Linked DNA regions of Sus scrofa: region 1 is linked to region 2. The links are chromatin contacts, called in public HiChIP or PLAC-seq maps. All regions are on one chromosome and are shown on one strand. The core of a region is the stretch at or near the end of the contact, and the rest is flanking DNA. Distances in the headings are between cores, read along the strand shown.

Evidence for each region. HiChIP or PLAC-seq counts read pairs in DNA pulled down with a chosen protein or histone mark.
Region 1: a contact with region 2 is called in an H3K27ac HiChIP or PLAC-seq map of alveolar macrophages. The contact joins two enhancer-like sites. A contact is called at or near these places in 2 of 2 datasets of contacts at active chromatin or transcription factors (alveolar macrophages and skeletal muscle).

The regions. Positions count from the first base shown.
Region 1 is chr4:2,701,142-2,704,065 of Sscrofa11.1, reverse strand. The region is part of intron 2 of PTK2 (focal adhesion kinase 1); the gene reads right to left. Among named protein-coding and RNA genes, the nearest start is that of PTK2, 46 kb to the right of the region's middle. Within about 2 kb of position 1,360, at least 28 of the 83 cell types and tissues checked have an H3K27ac peak or open chromatin away from gene starts, as enhancers often do. A contact at or near this core is called in alveolar macrophages, where this site is marked.
Region 2 is chr4:2,551,920-2,554,817 of Sscrofa11.1, reverse strand. It overlaps DENND3 (DENN domain-containing protein 3), which reads left to right. Exons shown (of 23, transcript XM_021088792.1): 12 at 232-431; 13 at 2,099-2,620. Among named protein-coding and RNA genes, the nearest start is that of DENND3, 25 kb to the left of the region's middle. Within about 2 kb of position 1,272, at least 11 of the 83 cell types and tissues checked have an H3K27ac peak or open chromatin away from gene starts, as enhancers often do. A contact at or near this core is called in alveolar macrophages, where this site is marked.

The sequences.
Region 1 (2,924 bases), core at 111-2,610, 150 kb before region 2:
GCAGGGTTTCCGGGCTGCAAGGTAAATCCTGGAGATCTGTATTTCCCGACAATGTGGATGTACTTAACACCACTGAACTAGACTAGGTGTCTAGAGCCAAAGACAGTAAATTTTGCTATGTGTTTTTTGTTTACCCTCAACAAAAAACATTTTTAAAATGTTAAAATAACTTTAAGAGTGAATCTCACTTCCATTTCATAACACATCTGCACGCATGATACAACAGTGGCTACTTCCACAGACTAGGGGGAAAAGGGGAAAGGTCCAGAGAGAGAGAGCACGAGGCAGGAGAGAGAGACAACCGGTTCTTGACTAGGCTGTATACTGCCCCAGCACGCGTGATACTGGCCAACACGGTACCAGGGCCTCCACATGGCTTAAAAAATTAATCCCCTAATAAACTTGGCGATAATCACTGGCAGCACCATTTTCCAGACAAAGGAAACCGGCTCACAGAGGTAAAGAATCTGGGATAAGATCGGCCTGTAAAAGTCAAAGCCACACGTGACTCTAAAGCCCAAATCGCTTCATCGTTTCCACTCCGTTAAAACTGAAAGCCGGATGTCGTCCATTCAGTGTACTTCCAATATCCCTTGAATCCCAACTCTGCCACACACTCGATATGCAACTGGGGCGGCTCTTTTTAACCTCTCTCTGACTTGGTTTTCTCATCAATTAAACTAAGTTCAGAACGGAGGCTACCTCTCACAGTTGTTAGAACTAAATACCGTAACATACAGAGCTGTGGGAGCACTCCATCACGAGTGCATCACTTTGCATCTTCTGTGCTGGTGCAGAGACTCACCCCCAGTAAATAAATCTCTCATTTAAAAAAAAGGGGGGGGGAGTTCCTGTTGTGGCACAGCAGAAAACGAATCGGACCAGTATCCATGAGGATGCAGGTTTGATCCCTGGCCTCACTCAGTGGGTTAGGGATCTGGTGTTGCCGTGAGCTGTGGTGTAGGTCACAGACATGGCTCAGATCCCGCGTTGCTGTGGCTGTGGTGTAGGCCAGCAGCTTTAGCTCCGATTTGAACCCTAACCTGGGAACTTCCATATGCCTTCCATATTTCTTAGCAAATAAGCAAAAGATTAGCAAATTACAGCCAAAGTAAGTGGAAGTCAAGACAGAACACGAACAGCACTGGGGCAAAAGGAAAAATGGGTAATAATGATCCTGTCCTCACAGGGCGGCAAGCTCCTCAATCCATAAATGTCTGACTGTGAAGGGGGCAAGCCCTAAAAACATGTGAGCAAAATCCATGCTTGATGACGGATATTTGCTCCTCCTAGGACACAGCAGAAATCCTTCTATTTCGGTCCAAAGATCTAGAGTAACAGCAGCAATGACTCACACGACAAGCCACACAGTCAGGGCGTGACAGCTACAGGAGGAGAGACTGTACATACTAACTTATTAAAAGGTTCCTCCTTCCCCCCTTTTTGAGATTTCTGAATCCAAGAGAGAAGCAACAGCTGGCAGTAGAACAGCATTTCCTCCAGAAAACAAGAGAAGTGCATAAAACACAACAATTGAAGAGCTGCTACGGCAGCGCGAACAAGAGGGGCTATAACTTCAGAGGGTGAAGAACCACAAGGCTGAGCCGATCTCCTTCAGCGGCTTTTTCGGTGTTTATTTGCCCATCCTGCGAACAAGGAGGAGGCTGAGAATCCGGGCTCCGCATGCATAGGAAACTGCGGCCAGAGGACGGAAAAACAGGAACGGTTTTGGCAGGCTGCAAACATGAGAGCCGAGGCCGTGGATTTCCTCCCGAACATTACTCAGCAATAACCGGAGTGGGACCAACACAGACCGCAACACGGATGAAGCTAAGCCAAGGAAGCCCCACCTAAAGACCAGCTACCGCACGACGCTTTCTGCACGGAGGTCCAGGACAGGCGAATCTGTAGGAAGCCACAAAGACTGGTGGCTGCCTAGGACTGGGGCCACGGAGGAATGGAGAGGGACGACTGATGGTACAAGGTTTGGGGTGGGAGGAATTGGGAATTTATCTTTAATTTCTCATCATTTTAAACCAGATCAGATCAAAGAATTATGATATTTATTACTGGAATTAATTTCAGTTATTTGGAGTTCCCATTGTGGCTCAGCAGCAGTGAACCCAACTAGTATCCATAAGGACATGGGTTTGTTTCTTTTGTTTTGGGGGGGCTGTTTTGTTTTGTTTTGTTTAGGGCTGCTCCCGTGGCATATGGAGGTTCCCAGGCTAGGGGTCAAATCGGAGCTATAGCTGCCAGCCTACACCACAGCCACAGCAACTCGGGATCCCAGCCGCCTCTGTGACCTACACCACAGCTCGCCGCAACACTGGATCCTTAACCCACTGAGCACTGAGCGAGGCCAGGAATGGCTCATGGTTCCTAGTCAGATTTGTTTCCACTGCGCCACGACGGGAACTCCAATGAAGACAAGGGTTTGATCCCTGGCTACCCTAGCCTGGGAACCTCCATCTGCTGCAGGTGCAGCCCTAAAAATAAATAAGTAAATAAAAAATGGATAAATAAAAAAATAAAAGAATTTGGAGTTCCTGTCATGGCACAGCAGAAATGAGGTTGCAGGTTCGATCCCTGGCCTTGCTCAGTGGGTTAAGGATCCGCATTGCCATGAACTGCCGTGTAGGTCGCAGACATGGCTCGGATCTGGCGTTGCTGCGGCTGTGGCGCAGGCCGGCAGCTGTAGCTCCCACTGGACCCCTTGCCTGGGAATCTCCATGTGTCACAGGTGCACAAGGATAGGGATATATGCAAGCAGGATGTACCCACAAATATTTAACAACTATGTCTTTGGGAGAGAGGAAGAAAAGCCTCCATCTGTGGGGTTTGCTGATTCTTGTGGTAGAACTACTGGCAGGAAACGAGGTCGAGAGGAGAGCTGTCTACAGATAAAAATCAGAGTGGTGCGA
Region 2 (2,898 bases), core at 23-2,522:
GCCTCTGTCGACGAGCCTGGTGTGTTGTGTGTGTCGTGGCCTCTCCTGGCTGCAGACAGGCCTCTCCCGCCACAACCACATGTGGCAGCGGGGGTGGGGGGCAGCCCTGGCCCTGCTGTTTCTCACCCGGCACAGGAACGTGGCATGCTGGCAGTGCGCTGGGCAGTGCCCAGCCGGACCTGCTCCTCAGTCTCCGTCATAGCTCTGAAGTGGTGGTTTTTCTCTGCCCAGGATAAACGGGACGCTTCTGAGTCCGCGCAGACCCACCATCGAGAAGATGGCCAGCCGGAAGTCCACGCTGCTGCAGGCGGCCCCCCGGCGCAAGGTGGTCAGCATGCCCGACCTGCAGGTCATCGCGGTGCCCGAGCTGCTGCCCCGCAACTCGTCGCTTCGGAAAATACACACCGCGGATGGCGGCGGCAGCCATGCAGGTGGTGCAGCTGCTCCCCTTCTGTGGCTTTTGTCGGGCGCGTGGTCCTGACACGGCAAGTCGTTCAATGAAACTGCAGCTTCTTTCAGTTGAATGGAATGGGGCTTTTCCCCCCAGCAGTTTAATTATTCGAAGCATTTTTAGAACATTCATTTTGTAAACCGTGTTCGTTATAGCATGGTTTCTTATCTGCATTCCCCCCCCACCCCCCACCCCGTCTCCCTGCTAAAGACAACCACGGCCGTGGTTTCAGTGTCTTCGTAGATGCTGGGTGTCTGTGCACGTACACCTGTGTGTACACAGGAAGCGCGTGGTTACCTAGGTCAGTGTCTAATGGGATCACAACTGCTAAGCCCCCAGTGATTGCCAGGCTCTTCCTAGATGCCTGGGTACAAAGGAGGCCAGTGCCCGCTCCCTTGCGGAGCTGGCACTCCTGGGAGGAAGGCAGGCGATAAAGAGAAAGAGGTAACGTCAGGGAATCAGCGGAGGTGTCCTGTGTCCTGACACGAAGGGCGCGAGGTCAGGGCCCGTGACGGGCAGTGGCTGTGTGACTGGAGGGGCCCGACCGTGGTCTCCGGGGAGGCACCTCCCAGGGGAGGGACGTGTGATGCGAGGTAGCAGCTGCGTCTCTGAAGCAAAGCAAGCCCCGAAGGTCAGCTCAGAGTCTGCTTGGCATTAAGTTACTGTAGAGCTCGTTGGATGTCTGTGAGCCACGTCTCATTTCCGTGTGAGCTGCAGCAAAGCGAGTCACATGTGACATCCGTTGCTTAGATGCACTGCCCTCTGTGCGGTCCCAGGGTGGAGTCCCCCTCGGGCCACAGTGGGCGGGAGAACGGGCGAGGCCAGGTGCTGTGAGCCGCCTGGGCCCCCTGGTGGCCGCTGCCTGGGGCTGAGGCACCAGCTACCAGTTGGTGGCCCGTGTGTTCCTGGAAGAGCTGGAGGCTGAATGAGGAACACCCCCTCCCCGTGTTCGAACGAAAAGACCTGAAGGACCCCTGAGGCCCCTGCACCTCTGCTTCCCAGCTGTGTGACCCTGGGCAGGTGGCTCCACCTGTCTGGGCTTACACTTCCCTTCTGCCCACTCACTCTGGGGATGCGCTCAGCTCTCTGCCCTCTGACCCTTCACCTGGAGCTCCCCGGCTGTCTCCCCAAGGCTCCGTCCTCCTCCTCAAGGGGCTTCGTGGCTGAGACCCCACCCCTCTGCGGTGAGCAGCCTGGGAGCTGCTCATGACATGTGTTGAAGGCATTGGTGTGACCACCTGGTTAAGTGTGGGCACAGTAGCTGTGTACGGGGACGAGTGGAAGCCTCAGTCCCCCCCACATCTGTGAGATGGGCGCGGTGACAGCACCCATTGTATGGGTTGCTCTTGAGGCGAACGAGACAGCCGTTGCCTGGCAGGCACCTCTCGGCCTAAGGTGGTAGCTCAAGCCTCCAGTAAAGACCCACTGCCACGTGTTCCAACTTGGCATCGCCAGTTTTAGCAAACGACGTGATTCGGCATTCTCAGGGTGCCGTGGGGGCCGCGAGGGGGTGCGGGGAGTCTTCCAGAAGAGACGCACAGGTTCCTCCCTCACGCTGCGCCAGGCGCGGGGACGCTGGCCGGGGAGACGGGCCGGGCGGGCTGCTCAGGTGGGGTCTGTGCCGACCGCTCCTCTCCTGTCCCTCAGCTGTGAGCCTGGCCCTCCAGCCCACCTACACCTTCAAGATCCCGGAAGTCCACTTCCCGCTGCTGGCCCAGTGCGTGCAGGTGTTCTACGAGGACTGTGTCGCCCAGCTGAGCAAGGCCATGGTCTCGCTGGCGCCCGAGAACTCGGTGCTGCTGGCCAGGTACTTCTACCTGCGCGGCCTCGTGCAGCTGATGCAGGGCCGGCTGCTGGGCGCCCTCCTGGACTTCCAGAGCCTCTACAAGACGGACGTGCACATCTTCCCCGCCGACCTCGTCCAGAGGACCGTGGAGTCACTGTCGGGCCCCGAGCGCACGCAGGCCGAGCGGATGCCCGAGCTGCGCAGGCTCATCAGCGAGGTCATGGACAAGCCCGTGGACGCCCCCAAGGCCGACGACCGCGTCAAGAACTTCGAGCTGCCCAAGACGCACCTGCAGCTGGACGACTTCGTGAAGAGGGTCCAGGAGTCCGGCGTTGTGAAGGACACCGGCGTCATCCACCGGCTCTTTGAGGCGCTGACCGTCGGTACGAGGACGCGCGCGGGTCGTGGGAGGCAGGCCCTCGAGGGCAAGTCCACCAGCGGGGGGTGGGCTCTGCCAGCTCCCTGGCTGGGGCGGACGGGGGGCTGGCTGAGCCTCTGCGCGGAGGGCCCAGGAAGCCTGATGGGATCTGTCTTGTCCCGTCCCAGGGGATCCACTCACTGCGTGGTGGCCCCCCCACCTGGGGACCCCAGGCTCCAGTGGGAATGTTTCAGACACACAGCAGCCCGGAGAGAGCTTGGCCAGTGCCAGGCTCCCCCGCCC